Linked DNA regions of Gossypium hirsutum: region 2 is linked to region 1. The links are chromatin contacts, called in public Hi-C maps. All regions are on one chromosome and are shown on one strand. The core of a region is the stretch at or near the end of the contact, and the rest is flanking DNA. Distances in the headings are between cores, read along the strand shown. Region 1 holds the start of LOC121208267 (short-chain dehydrogenase ptmH). Region 2 holds the start of LOC107914336.

Evidence for each region. Hi-C and Micro-C count contacts between places; a contact is called where the count stands out from the background.
Region 2: a contact with region 1 is called in a Hi-C map of leaf, with 2.1 times the contacts expected there. The contact joins the promoter of LOC107914336 here to the promoter of LOC121208267 in region 1. A contact is called at or near these places in 2 of 34 Hi-C or Micro-C datasets (both in leaf).

What each region holds. Positions count from the first base shown.
Region 1 is chrA10:17,384,630-17,391,930 of Gossypium_hirsutum_v2.1, reverse strand. It overlaps LOC121208267 (short-chain dehydrogenase ptmH), which reads left to right and starts at 5,031. Exons shown (of 1, transcript XM_041078807.1): 1 at 5,031-6,807. The coding sequence starts at 5,312. The coding sequence ends at 6,151. It overlaps LOC121208268 (thioredoxin-like protein AAED1, chloroplastic), which reads left to right and starts at 1,688. Exons shown (of 7, transcript XM_041078808.1): 1 at 1,688-2,200; 2 at 2,307-2,353; 3 at 2,457-2,571; 4 at 3,275-3,319; 5 at 3,587-3,646; 6 at 3,746-3,841; 7 at 3,934-4,300. The coding sequence starts at 1,907. The coding sequence ends at 4,053.
Region 2 is chrA10:17,641,389-17,648,757 of Gossypium_hirsutum_v2.1, reverse strand. It overlaps LOC107914336, which reads right to left and starts at 4,111. Exons shown (of 1, transcript XM_041078497.1): 1 at 3,296-4,111. The coding sequence starts at 4,111. The coding sequence ends at 3,296. It overlaps LOC107914335 (casein kinase II subunit alpha-2), which reads right to left. Exons shown (of 10, transcript XM_016843225.2): 7 at 7,065-7,147; 8 at 6,588-6,651; 9 at 6,407-6,475; 10 at 5,676-5,925. The coding sequence ends at 5,866.

The sequences.
Region 1 (7,301 bases), core at 3,782-6,281:
TGACCTGAAACTACTGTTTTCGACACCTCTAAAAAAATAGACTGTTACATATATATATATATATATACCAAAATTTTAATGTGATATGGCTTTAGTTCATTGGTGTCATCTTAATGTAAGTTATTCAACCCTTTTAATTATATTTTCATATTTATTTCTTATCTAATTTACATATCAAAGTATGTCATTTTTCCATTTTTGGCATTTAAAGTATTTTTCGTAAAGGTTTGGTACATTATATAATTTAGATTAACCTTATTTTCTTTAAAGATAAATTCATTAATTCATTTAATAAATGGAACCATACAATTTAGGGAGAAAAAATAACAAACACTCGTTGTAGATGGTGAAGGACAAGCTCCATAAACACGACAAAGGCTTTAACCTTAGCATCAATAGAACATCATGGCACGTTAACAATTGATTTTGTCACAACTCAAGCACGACATATCTAGAGTGACTGTAAACACTTAATACGATAAAGAAACCAACCCCGGATGGTCCAAAGCGACAAGCAAAATTTGACAAAAGAGTCAAACATTCACCAAACTAGAGAAGACGGCAACCAAACCATCTCTAAAATTACTTGTAATACTAATGTTACATGCATAAGTAAGACTTAAAAATGTGCTACAAGAGTAGACAAAAACTTCCAAAACTGAAAACATATTAAACAATGGAAAAACAAGCAAAAAATATATATAACTTAAGACAACAATGGCCCAAATCGACTCATGAAATCATTTATTATTCTAAAATATTCTCAAAAATAGAAATAGATTAAGAAGCTAACGAAAAGTCACACACTTTCCAAGAAAAACTATTAGTGGTCTGTATAGTTTTAGCGAACGACAGGCGTTGTCATTTGTCCATTACAACTTGTGAATACAACAAAGATACCTATAAAATAGATCTGCAAACTGAAAAGAGAGAAGACACGAGGAGTAAATGAGAAAGAAGAAATAAAGGGTTGGTAGGAGCAAGACTATAAAAATGTTCACTAAATTTTGGTGAAATTTTTTTCACTAAATTATGAAATGTTACTTTTTGGTCACTAACATTATCGACTTATAACGTTTTGGTCACTCGTCCGTTAATGGTCGTTATGGCCTTAACAGAAAAAGTGAAGTGCCACATTTATTCAATGGTCAATATCCAATTTGATCCCTAAACTATAGTTAAAACATTCAATTTAGTACTTTTATAACATTTTTAACTATAATTTTGAAATTTTAATTAAAAATTCTAAAAATATAAAAAAATTCTAAAATTCTAAAATTAATTATTATTTTTATTTTATAAAAAACTTAAAAAAATTATAAATCATTGGTGTGATTTTTCATTTCTTTTTTGAAATTATAATTATAATTATGTAAAAAAATCAAAGAGATATTTATGAGTATTTATAAAAAAATAAACTTAATGGTTTGATTAACTATTGAACTAAGAAAAGTATCACCTTGAAAAAGAAAAATAGATTAGGTACCACTTGTAAAAAAAAAATTAAATGTCAAAATATGAAAAAAAAATTTAAATACTAATTTATAAGTTACACCTTATTTTTTACAATATTAATGTAAAAACCTAATTTATAAATTTATAAAAAAAAGTATAATTTAACAAAAATGAAAAATGTGAAATTAAAGGAAATTAAATAAAAGAAGTCTTATATTTTTATTTTCAGAATTTCGATCACACAAAGATAGAAATGGTCGAGTGGAACTGTGGAAGTGGTTGTTAAAAACCCGCCCCCAAAAAAAAAAAATTCCTGGCGCCATCCACCATACATATTGCCCAAACTTCCGCCACGTAAATAACGAATACAAGACGCGATACACCGCCTTCGACGGTTGCTTTAACTTTCATTGCTCCGCGAAAAAAATAAAAAAACGAACTCCAAATTTCTATGGCGATGATGACTTGTTCAAGGATTTTTCTCTGTTATTCAACTCCAAGATCCCAATTCCCTACAGTCATTTCTTCTCCTTCTCACTTCCTTACTCCAAAGAAAGCTACCTATAAATCCACCAAACATATTACTTTGAACGCCAACGGTGGTAACTCTCGTTTCATGGCCCGAGTCTCTTCTTCCTCTGCCGCTGAATTCCCCACCAACATCGGCGATATGCTCAGCGAAGTTACCATTTTCACCGCTTCGGGTCAACCCGTTCTGTTCAAAGACCTCTGGGACCAAACCGAGGTAGTAATAATACTTATTTCTATGCTTGAATTTTCAATCCCTCTTGTTTAAAACAATAATTTCTGGGAACCCAAATTTCTTAACAAGCAGCTTAATATTGATTCAGGGAGTAGCGGTTGTTGCATTTTTGAGGCATTTCGGATGCTTTTGCTGGTATATATGTACATATTTAGGAGCCATCTTTGTTAATTTAAGAAACTAGATTTTCCGTTGGGTCTTTTCAGTGATAAATTTATATTATACTTGTTCTTGGAAGTTGGGAACTTGCTTCAGCTTTGAAAGAAGCAAAGCCAAAATTCGACTCAGCTGGTGTGAAATTAATTGCTGTTGGGGTTGGTACTCCTGATAGAGCTCGTATCCTTGCAGAGCGGGTACTTATGTTTTTTCCATTACTTTTTTTCTTTTTTTTGGTTTTCTTTTTTTTTTCTTTCCATTACTTGAGTTCTTCATGGTCTATTCGACAATCTAACTTATGAAAGCTTTAAATGGAAGACCATGAATTTTGAGTCTAACTTGTTTGCTCAATTAGCTGTTTGTAGCAGTTCGTGCTTCATCTTTTCGTCAGGGTTTCCCTTAATCGTTTATGTTACATAATTTGGAAATATGTTGTCAACTTTCAAGGCTTTAACATCTAAAGAAGCTTTGATAGAATAGTTTAACCTATGGTTATCGGACTATTCAGTTTTCCTAAACCATCCATATTTGGATATAGATGTGAGGTATGATCCTTCGAATATATGAAAAAGCTTAGAAAAATTTGGTGAACTTGTGCCGGATCCCATATCCAATACTTACCTTTGAGTCTAAGTAACATAGAGTTTAAACACTTGAAATGTCTTTTCATCTTTCTTATTCTCATATGATGAATCAGATAGGTTGTTACTAAAAATGTAACAATTGCATCTTTTGAGTAGATATGAATGTGTGATCTTCTTTCTTATGGAAATGGATTGAGCATGAAAATTGATTTGTTACTCATTGTAAAACCTAAGTTGAACTTGGCACTCTCGGTCATCCGTGTATTTCTGCATCTGCCTATGTCCTTTTTAACAATTGCATTCATGGAATTTGCAGGTACCATTTCCAATGGACTCCCTATATGCTGATCCTGAACGTAAGGTAACATGTTGCTAGTTTTACGTCTTGAGTGTGAGTATTGGGTGCGCATATGTGTCTGACATAGATATGTTCAATATTTATCAAGATTTCCATGTATTTGGAGGGTCTTTGGAGGATAATACCCTTATACCACTGTCTGGATATGTTTCGGAGATGTGTGTAAAACACAGGACAACTTATAGATATGTTTTACTTATTAATCATGCTCATTTAGTTGAATTTCCCTCTTTTTGTGATTGCAAGTGTTGAACATCTCTTCAATTTCAGGCATATGATGTTCTGGGTTTATACTATGGTCTTGGGCGCACATTTTTCAATCCAGCCAGTGTAAATTCCATTCTCAGCTTATAAGGAGTTACTTTTGTTGTTCATTGAGAGACGATGTCTCATTAATTGATTCATATAAAATTTCATATGTATGTACAGGCGAAGGTGTTCTCAAGACTTGACAAAGTGAAGAAAGCTATGGAAAACTATACCATCAAAGCAACTCCAGATGATACAAGCAGTGTCTTACAACAGGTTTCAGAATTTGCATCAACATTCTTCGTAATTGGTGTTTCAATTAAGATTAACCGGCTGATCATTCAGGTTTGATTTGGTTCTTTTATCAGGGAGGGATGTTCGTATTCAAAGGTAAACAGTTGTTGTACGCACGAAAAGACGAAGGGACCGGAGATCATGCTCCCCTAGATGATATCTTTGATGTTTGTTGCAAAACCCCTGTTGCATGAAGTGTTCCCTATGCTGTATATTCTTCGATCGTTCTAGGCAAGCCGGCTTCTGATATTGGTATGCTGCAAATTCTGGGTTATTGTTCCGGACACATCTTATTTGTAATCCAGGCTGCAAAATATTGCCTTCAATAATGTTGGAAATCCTACCTGGGATAGTTTGATATATGCAGTTTCTCATGTAAAGCGTGTTATGATAGGAGAAAGAAAATCTATGAAAGCCTTGATCAAAAGAAAGTTCAATTTATGCTATCAAGTGATAAAGTTTAAGGGCTGAAACTTATTAATTTGTTTTCATAAGGTTTTGCATATGAACTTAGAAACAAGTATGTTTTATTTATCACGCACAAATGTTATATTTGGACTTTTCTTGTATATGTGTGAGTTTAAGTTTCACCATACAGATTACTTACTAATAATTGAGCTTGTAAAATCCTTTAAAAAAATTAATGGTCAACTAAATTACAAAATAATAAGTTAAAATTTATAGTTAGTCTTTGTAATTTGACAAAATTTAAGATTTAATCTATATATTTAAAGAGATAAATATTAAGTTTATTTATTTATTTAAATATTTTTGTTTAGTTAATTTGAAGTTTGGATTAGACTAGTATGATTGAAAAAAAAATAAACATGATAAAGTTTTGACAAATGATAATGATTGAACTAGGATTTTTAAGTTGAAAAATTAGGAGGATTGAATTTTAACTTTTAAAGATAAGGACTAAATCTCCAATTCTATACAAGTGCAGGGACCAACAGCACATAATAACAACAATGCAATTCAGATAAGGCTTATGAGTTATGGGCCAGGCTAGGTCTATTTTAGGGCCATTTATGCTTTGGCAAACCAGCACTATGATTTAGGCCGTTGATTAAGTTTTCAGTTGGGCTTCCCGTAAGATTTGAAGAGATGAGATAGGAGGAATCCTTGATTTTTGGATCTGAATTGCATTATAATTTTTTAATGGTTGCGTTATGTGGAAAGAAAAAAGGTGTTGAAGATAAACTCTTATATATGTTAAAAGACAAAGATAAAAGGCCTATATGTATATAAGCTAACAAGCTAAGAAGCTCTAATTTTGCCGGCCAATTTGCTTTGAGCAAGCATATGCGTTAAGGCATATTCTTCATCTAGATTTATGAAATAAACAAGAAAAGCAAAGCCTTGTCGTATCCGACAGTCTGCCTCACCAACAATCTTTTATAAATGAAACATTCTTAATATAATCAAAGAGGAATACGAACACGACCTAAAATGCATGAGCCAAAGGTTGTTCTAGTCACCGGTTGTGCAAAAGGTGGCATTGGATTTGAGTATTGCCGGGCATTTGCCGAGCAGGATTGCCGGGTCATCGCCTCCGATATCCCTCAACGCAAGGATGACATGCTAGATTTCGGTTCTGATAAAATCGAAATGGAAGAGCTTGATGTTTCATCAGACGAGAGCGTATCATCAGTTGTGAATGGTATTATATCCAAGTACGGTCACATTGATGTGCTTGTAAATAATGCTGGTATAGGAAGCACCGGACCGTTAGCCGAGCTTCCGTTAGATGCAATCAGGAAAGCTTGGGAAATCAATGCACTGGGGCAGTTAAGAATGGTGCAACAAGTTGTGCCTCACATGGCGTCGAGGTGTCGGGGAGTTATAGTTAATGTAGGGAGCATCGTTGGGAAGGTGCCGACACCATGGGCGGGGTCATATTGTTCTAGCAAGGCTACAGTCCATGCCATGACCAACAGTTTGCGAGTTGAATTAAGGCCCTTTGGCATCGATACGGTGCTTGTGATGCCTGGTTCTGTGAGATCGAATTTCGGAAACTCTAGCCTCGAGAGGCTGGGAAACCATGATTGGAAACTTTATAAGGAATTCAAGGAGGCGATTGCAGAGCGGGCCAGGGCTTCGCAAGGTTCAAAGGCAACGGATGCAACTATGTTCGCAAGGCATGTAGTGAAGAAGGTTTTGAGTCCTAAACCACCAAAGCAGATAGTGTTCGGTCACATGACTGGCTTGTTTGCTGTTCTTTCATTGTCCCCGCTTTGGGTTAGAGATATGTTTTTTCGAACTCGTTTCAATTTAAATAAGAAAATGTAATTGATTATAATTACTTGAACATAAATATCGGATACAAATATATGTCCGATATATATTTTTAACAAAAAATATCCAACACAAATACTTAAAAAACTGTACTAATGAAATTAATTATAAATTAATTACTGGTATTGCTATGTTTATGAATCACTGGTATCTATGAAATTGCACAAAAATGTACAGACTTTCCTTTTAATGGTGATATTAAGGAATTGCAAAAATTTTGATATTCAATTTTCAAAAACTTCGAAAAACAAAAAGAATTTAACAAAATTATTCTCAAGTCTAAGTAATATAACTTATATGTAATGGAATTTCATTTCAACCTTTTAAAGGTTTTACGGTCACACCATTGAAACGCCTCTCATGGTTTCTTTGCAAACTGATGGGAGATTTAAACATCTCATTTGCTATTTATATCAATTTTTTTAAATATATTTATGGCATAATTTTGTTCTTAATCTAGTTCATGACTATGCCATAATCTACTTGTTTATTGTATAAAGGAAACAAGCATCACATTTCAACAAAATCTTATATAATTTTTTTAAAATTTTGTTACATAAAATTTTTACTGACATTATATCTGTCAAAACCATTTTTTTGAAAACGGGAAATCGACTTTTGAAAACGAAAAGTTAGGAGTCGCCACCAATCCTTTTTGTTTAGGTGTGATCGAGTCACCCTGTGGTTGATTATTTTAATAAAATATTTTGATTTATTAAAACAACATTTTTGGTCTACGAAAAACTAGAAAATGGATTCGGGAGTCAGTTACGCACGAGGAAGGATTAGCACCCTCGCAACGCCCAATATCGGTACCGTATTGATCGATTAATATCCTAATGTTGAAATTTTGAAAAAATTTTAAAATACAATCTTTAAAAACGCTTGGATAACTTGAATTGGATATTGAGATTCTCTCGCTTAGAAGAAATAAAATATTACGTCCAGCACGATTAGATACAATATTTCGAAACCTCGACACAAGATCATCTCAAGATTTCCAAAACACATGCACTTAAAATTTTTAAAAAGAATATTTGACTATTCGGCCAAACGGTAAATTGAAACCCAGCACGATTGGGCACGATTTATCGAATTTCCAAATACGAAACATTGCCTCATTTTAATTTGAGAAAACATGGAT
Region 2 (7,369 bases), core at 2,862-5,361, 260 kb before region 1:
AACACATCGCTATCAGACACATCAAAATCAAACATTTTTTCTTCACTCTCATTAAAATTATCATCAATTAAACCTACCAAACAAATTTATAGTCAATAAAGGCAGACAACAACCAAACAATTTAATACAACATCACAGACAGTAGCCAATACAAAAACAATTTAACACAAACACAACCATTTTTTTCATGCACATGGCAGGCAATAACCAAACACTTTAACCCTAAACCTAAGCAATGGCAAACAATAACGAATACAATATAAAAGCTAAAGAATAAATTTAATCCAATTGATATTTGAACTAGGAACAGATTTGTCTCTTAATAACCAAACAATAACCAAACTTGATATTGTTTGATACAAACAATAAACATGACACACAACATCATGCACATGCACATGCACACGACATACACAACATTAGTTTGATACAAACAATAAACTTGACATACACAACATCAGTTTGATACAAACAATAAACATGACATACACAACATCATGCACATGGTATACCATACATAGTATCTACCATTCACTTTAATAAACAGACCCTAAACCCCATATGAATAACAAATGAAACCAAAATCAAAATAACCTTAAATCCAAAAAATAAAAAACTAAATATAGAAACTTACCCGTTACAATGGATGTAACAACATTGGCAGTTTCTCTTTTATTGACTATTGTCGTTGAGAATCAAAAACACTGATAGGTTTCTTGTTTTGTCTTCTTTTCTCCCCAAACAAAAAATATCAATAGATTTCTAACCCTAGACCCTATTAATCGATTATCAAATTGATTTTCTAACCCTAAACCAACCTTGTTAATCGATTCTTGAATCATTTTCTAACCCAAATCCCTGTTAATTTTTTTCCCAAATCGATTTTCTTTTCCTCCTCCCCTTAATCACAATCAATTTATGTTTTTTTGCCCTAAACCAACCCAACTCTTCAGATTTTTTCCCTAAACTCGTGTCAAACCTTGAACCTTCCACTGCTTCACCAACATGGCAAGTTAACTGGCCACACTAGCCAGTCAACTTGCCACATCAGCGGTCTCGTTAAGACAGTAACAGAAAATGTTAATAAGTGATTGATTTGTCACTTTTTGATAAAGTTAGTGATTGTTTTGTTATTTTTCTAAAGTTGAGTGACTAAAATGAAACCTAGGTGACTGTTGGTGTACTTTACCTTTTATTTAATCATAAAATATCTATTAATAAAAATTTATGTTTTATTATTTTTAATAGCAAATGAGTTATTTAAACAAGTTTAGGCTCTCCAAATAAGATTTGACAAGGGTTTAGACATTTTTAAGTTATAATATGATCGGATCCGATTCATAAATATATTTAATTCTCAAAAAGAATTTGACATGTTAGGTGAGGAACATCTTGTTGAATGGCATGGAACATGTATCAAGGTTCCTTTGGATCTTGGTTTGAAGGCTCGGTATATTGGTTTTGGGTGAGATCTCACTATGGGGCAAGGCTTGCTTAGGGATGGCAATTAAGATATTTGTAGATAACCAATACATTTTTTGCATATTAGGATAATATTTGGATTCACATTTTAAATTTATTGTCTGTTGAGAATGGGAAGCAGATACAAATAGATACTTTTGATATTTATCATCGGAATCCACACAGCTTCTTCACATAGTGAATGTGGATTTTGATATCCAAATCCTCTAGTTATAAAATGCTTATAAAAAGAATTTTATTAGATTCAACTCGAACTTTTTCAAATTTAAATATCTAAAACAATGATTAAAAATTTTGAAAATGTTTTTTTTAAATATCGTACGGATAATAGTATTTAATTTGGATTTGAATAGTACTATTGGGATAATTTACGAATAATTTTTTTTTGGAATTTTAGGCAAAGTTGTGGACTCAAATTCGGATAATTTAAAAAAATGTTGATATCCAACCCAAAACTTTTCGATCGAGCCTATTGGTCTATTTGTGTGAAATAACGGGTGAAGTTTAGGGGAGAAAGTAGAGGTGTTCATGAGTTGAGTCGAGTTTGGATTGGGCCTAGACATTGTATTAACATACACTTTATGTTTGCCCAAGCCCAGTCCGACCCGAAATATAGGTCTAAAATTTTTCTCAAACCTATAAATGACCAAGCCTATCTTAGGTCTATCCATATTACTTTTTTTTTAAATGTTATTTTATTTTAATATTTAATAAATTTATAATTTTAATTATTAAAATTTTATATATAGTCATATTGTTATTTTTTGTAATGTTCACATTATAGTAATTGTTAACCAATAAGGTCAACAAGGAAAGAAGATAAATGTAGGATAAAGGAGTGAAGGATGAAAGTCAGGAAGAGATTTATGTTTTCCTAGGAGAGAGTTTGGAGATTTAGGATAAGAAAAAGTCCCACGTGAGCTATTTGTATGACCATTTTATAGTGGGTGACAAACTTAGCTACGTGTTCTAAGATTGTTGATGTGGAAGTCTGATTTAATACCCTTAACAGTGACAGTAACGATAACGTGATGTCTCAGGATAAGACATGTTAGAGCGACTAGCAATCAATTACTCTAAGTCTCTGTGTGGCCCTCACATAATCTTAGCAGAGCTATCCTTTCCAAAGTTTGTCAAGTTGGGGTTTGCGAACTAGCCTAGATTCTCAATGTGGTTGGTTTCATTGGGAGACACGTGTTCAGCTCTTTATAGATACATGGTCAGGTTCACAAGGTATGTTATAAGGTCCGCAAAGCCCATCACATAAGGTATAACAGTAATATTATATACTACTATAGATTTAATTTTTGTGTTATAAATTACATAATATATAAAAATAACATATATATATATGTATAACATTACAAACTTAAAGAAAACATGTCGAATTGGGTTGGACTCATGCCATGAATATTCAAACCCGATCTCATCTATATTTTAAACGAATCTAATTATTTTGCTAAGTTTATTTTTCAAGTCTAACATTTTTACTTAGTTCCTAGGCTGACATTCCGACTTGGTTATGTAAACTTTCCATGAAGTAGCTCGGAAACGGATTTAAATTGAGGCAAAGGTCGCATCAAACGCGGTATTTATTACTTAAGCTGATAATCCTCTATGTTGTACCAAATGGAGGTTATAAACATTCAAAGATACTTCAAATATATTTTTAAAAGATTCAAATATATTGGACTGAATACATACTGCTACCTAACCTTTATATATTGAATTCGAATGACATAGTTTACATGTGAAACCCAAAAGAAAGATCCTTTAACCATTCAAAGCGTTCAATGACGTGAAAACGCTTGCTTTACTTTTCTCTCCCTTTCTCTTTCATCTTTTTCATCTTCAATTCATGCTGCAGTTTCTTCTCTTCCATGGCAGAAACCAATATTCCGTTCTTTTTCTCACCCTTTTTGTTACGTTTGATGAAAACTACGTTGTTCAATGGAACTGTTTCAACTACATTAGCTGAGCATTTACATCCACTATACATCCCCATTATTCTCTTCTCTATGAAACCCTTGTTTAAATCTTGTTGCTTCTTTGAAACTTGGCCAACTTTCTTGTTTTTAACAACCTTACTGTTTCGGCTCACTGTATTTCTACGAACTTTCAAGTCTTGCAATTCAAGTACGGGTGCTCGGACCACACCTAACCTGAAACACCCCCACATTGACCATGTCTGGTTTCGAATTCCGACATTGACTGGTCGAATTTTCGACATGCTTACCTGCGGTTTGGGACTTGGATCTGTGCTGAGCTTGTTTCTGAAATTTATAGACTTGGAGGAGGAATTTGAAACTGCGATGGAATTAGTAGTATTGTTACTTCTGCTAACACTTGTGAAGCCACTTAATGAACCATGGTCCATGGACTCTGACCACCGGCACCCACTGTCAGACCAAACCAAGTCCCACAGGGGCAATATCTGGCCTTTAAAGAAGACCTGATCAGCTGAACACATTTTTGGGTCTGTTAATGAGCCAAAGTTGAAATCTTCATCGGTTCTAAATGCTTGGGGTTCACCATTTTCTTCATTCCTTGGTTGAACTTGGTTCTCCAATGGCAGATCAGATAGTGACAGTGCGTCTTCTTCATCACTGCTAATTGCTGTGCTTTCCATGGCTTCCAAAGTTGAAACAAACTGATACTTGTTGTAATTCAAGCAAGAAATGGTGCAGAAAGTGGGATTTTATAGGCAAATTTTGAATTGCAGAGAGAATCATAGGGTGGGGATTGAAATAGGAAGATAAATAGAACATGAAGAATCAAGGGGAAAATGCAGAATTGCAGTGCATTAGCCTTAGCTAGTATTCATGCTTTGATTCTCTGCAATATTCAAAGATGGGTACTGAGCATATGATTTCCAAACAATTGAATATATATATATAAATATATACATATATACCTACATCAATTTATGCACTCACATTCATTTTCTTCAATATTATTGTCGACTGTGGAGGAAAGTGTGGGGGCGGTTAGATTTTATGCTCTTGTGGGGCTAAAAGCTTAAACACAAAAACGTATGTTATGAAAAACCCAATGAGGTGTTGGTTGTGCTGGTAAAAATCGAGACACTGTAATTTGTGAACATTAAGTGCAGGTTTACATAGTTGAGTTTAGTAAGTAAATTATTTCGTTCAAATTAGTTAATTATAAGTTTTTTAAGAAGGGAATACCAAAATAATGAAATCTGGGAAGGAAAAGTAAACAATGGAATGGGAAATTAAGTTAATTCACTGGGTCGTCGTGTGACAGCAGAAACAAGTTATGGGATTCCATCTTATGAAAGGAATATATAATTGCGTATTTTAACCGTCGTTAATGGCATATACATCGTTGAGTGGAAATTTAAGTTGAAGTTTTCCAAAAATAAAAGACATTTAACCCATATTCAAATATATAAATAAATACTTTTTTTTAATATTTATAGATCGAATCATAGATGACTTGTTTTTGAGTCTTCAATTAAAAATAATTTCGACTATTTCTATTTCTTACCCTTCAGTACACATTTTAATCATATAAATAGACTAATCAAGATTAAAGAAGGTGGGTTTGGTTGGTGTTGTTTTTATTATGTAATTAATAAAAGAAAATTTGGATGTTAAATTTTATAGGGTCGGTGGCCTTGGCATTGGTTAAAGGGGAGTTTTATGTGGTGCAAAACAGGAGCTTTAAATTTTTTGAATGATGATGGCGAAGGAGAGACCTTTCAATTTAATAGACTGAATGCGACACTTTATTCCTTTGCTCTGCTCTAGAGGCCCATCTACCAGGAAAGAATTGACTTGTATTACATTATGGTTTTTTCTTTACCGGCTTCAGAAAAAAAAAAAAAGATTCAAGATCATGGATCATTTAAATTTTCATTTACTTTGAAACTTCGAATGAACTGATGATAAGAATTCTTAACCTCTTAATATTGTCCAGGTACCTATGTTGTTGATTGAAAGATCCTAACTCCATGAAATATTTTATATATAAAAAGTGAGTATATACATATTAGCTACATACCTATGTTTGACACTCAAACTAGGCAGTCCTATACCGTGCAGGTCCATCTCTGGTTTATGTTTTTCCTATTATACAATTTGTAGAATAGCCATTAAATTTCTTACTCGTATAAACACTGTAGTTATCAACTATGGGTTATGATACTTGAATTTAAAGAAAATTGCACGAAAAAAACTGTATGGTCTATATTCTTAGATAAAAAGTTACTCCGGGCAAATGGCTAGTAATGATGGTAAATCACCTTTCCTAAAACTGACGATGGCAGTCATTAGAATTATGTAGTTTTTATGTAACATTTAACAACATATCTGTCCAAAAGTCTGGATTGATTTACAAAGGAACCCAGAGTGTACCCGGTTACTGAGTTCGCATCCTGCTGCTTTCTGCTGCCCTGACTTGAGAGAAGTAAGGATGGGCCTGCAACAGCAAAAACAAATATATCATGCCAATATATGGGGATTCATTATTATGTTACACAAAATCGGGTTGAGTGTCAACATGCATATGCATCTGGCAAAGACATGATCAGATTTTATTTCTATGTATTTGGAGAATATTTGAAAATCATCTCCCTATCCAAATGTCAGACATGGGTATATGCTGGATGATAAATGCTTTAAGAAAAATGAAGTGTCCAGATGATATGACTACCCAAGATCCACTTCATATTTTTATTGATGACAATAACATGTTTCCAAGGAGCATGAAGAAAATGCTCATTAATAGGTTGCTCTGACTCTACATTTTTCTTGAAATACACATCACAAACATACCAATACACCTGAATCCAATTAACTTAGGTTCATTTCATATTTTACAAGTCATATATTAAGATTTAATAAAAGAAAAGCGCATAGAGAAATGGTAGTAGCATTCATAAAGGTTATTGTAGACCTACCATGGCTTCTCTTGCAGTTAGCCTGTCCTGATGATCGTACCGCAGCAACTTATCAAGAAAATCAATTGCCTGAAAGCCGAAGAGCTCAAAGAATGAATATTATTTATTAAGACATTTAGTGCACTGTAACTGAGCTTATAGTATTCAACTTCTAGATGTTTGCCTCAAGAAGAAAAATGACCTCTGGAGAAACAAGATGCTGATTATCCGCATTAATGAATTTGGACCAAGGCTTACGGCTGTGCCTGAAAAATAATATAGCAAATGCATAATGGAGAACAAGTTAACCATTCCACACTATTAACATGTCTACCCATCAGTGTGTCAGCACCACAAGGTGCTTTGTGATGGTTTAATGTTAACTAGTGCTTTTGTGTACAATTAAATTCAAAAGGATGCACCATGCTGCTTCAGCTCTTCATTTAAAAAAAAAAAAGACCAATATCCAGCACACATTTGGACACGGTACAGGGATGGTGCCCCTCCAGGGACTCTCCAAATATATATATGTATAGAGAGAGAGAGAGACAGAGAGTTTAAAAAAACCTTAAAAACAATTAAACATACCATGTCAGGGACATACCCATATCCAACACTCACATTGGAGTCTGAGTAACATGGACCCTACATATTGGATATATATTAATTCTTCACATACCTTCCAACAAGTGCATCAAGTTGAGGATCCAACTCTAAATGGTACTTGTTCAAATATGCATTTAACTCATCAGTCCCTAGTACCTGAAGGTGCATTAATAGCAGTCAAACGTTGTGTAGCATTGACACAAAACTGGCAATACTTGTTAGGAAAAACCGGGAAAGAAAGTGAATAGAACTTCTTGTTTGACAGTGCACCTAAAGTATGCCCCTTCTACATATCCCCTCTCCAGCTATGACAATAAAGAAGCAATATATATATTTAAACTGAAATCTGCAAGGATAAAATTGCACCTACAAAGAGTT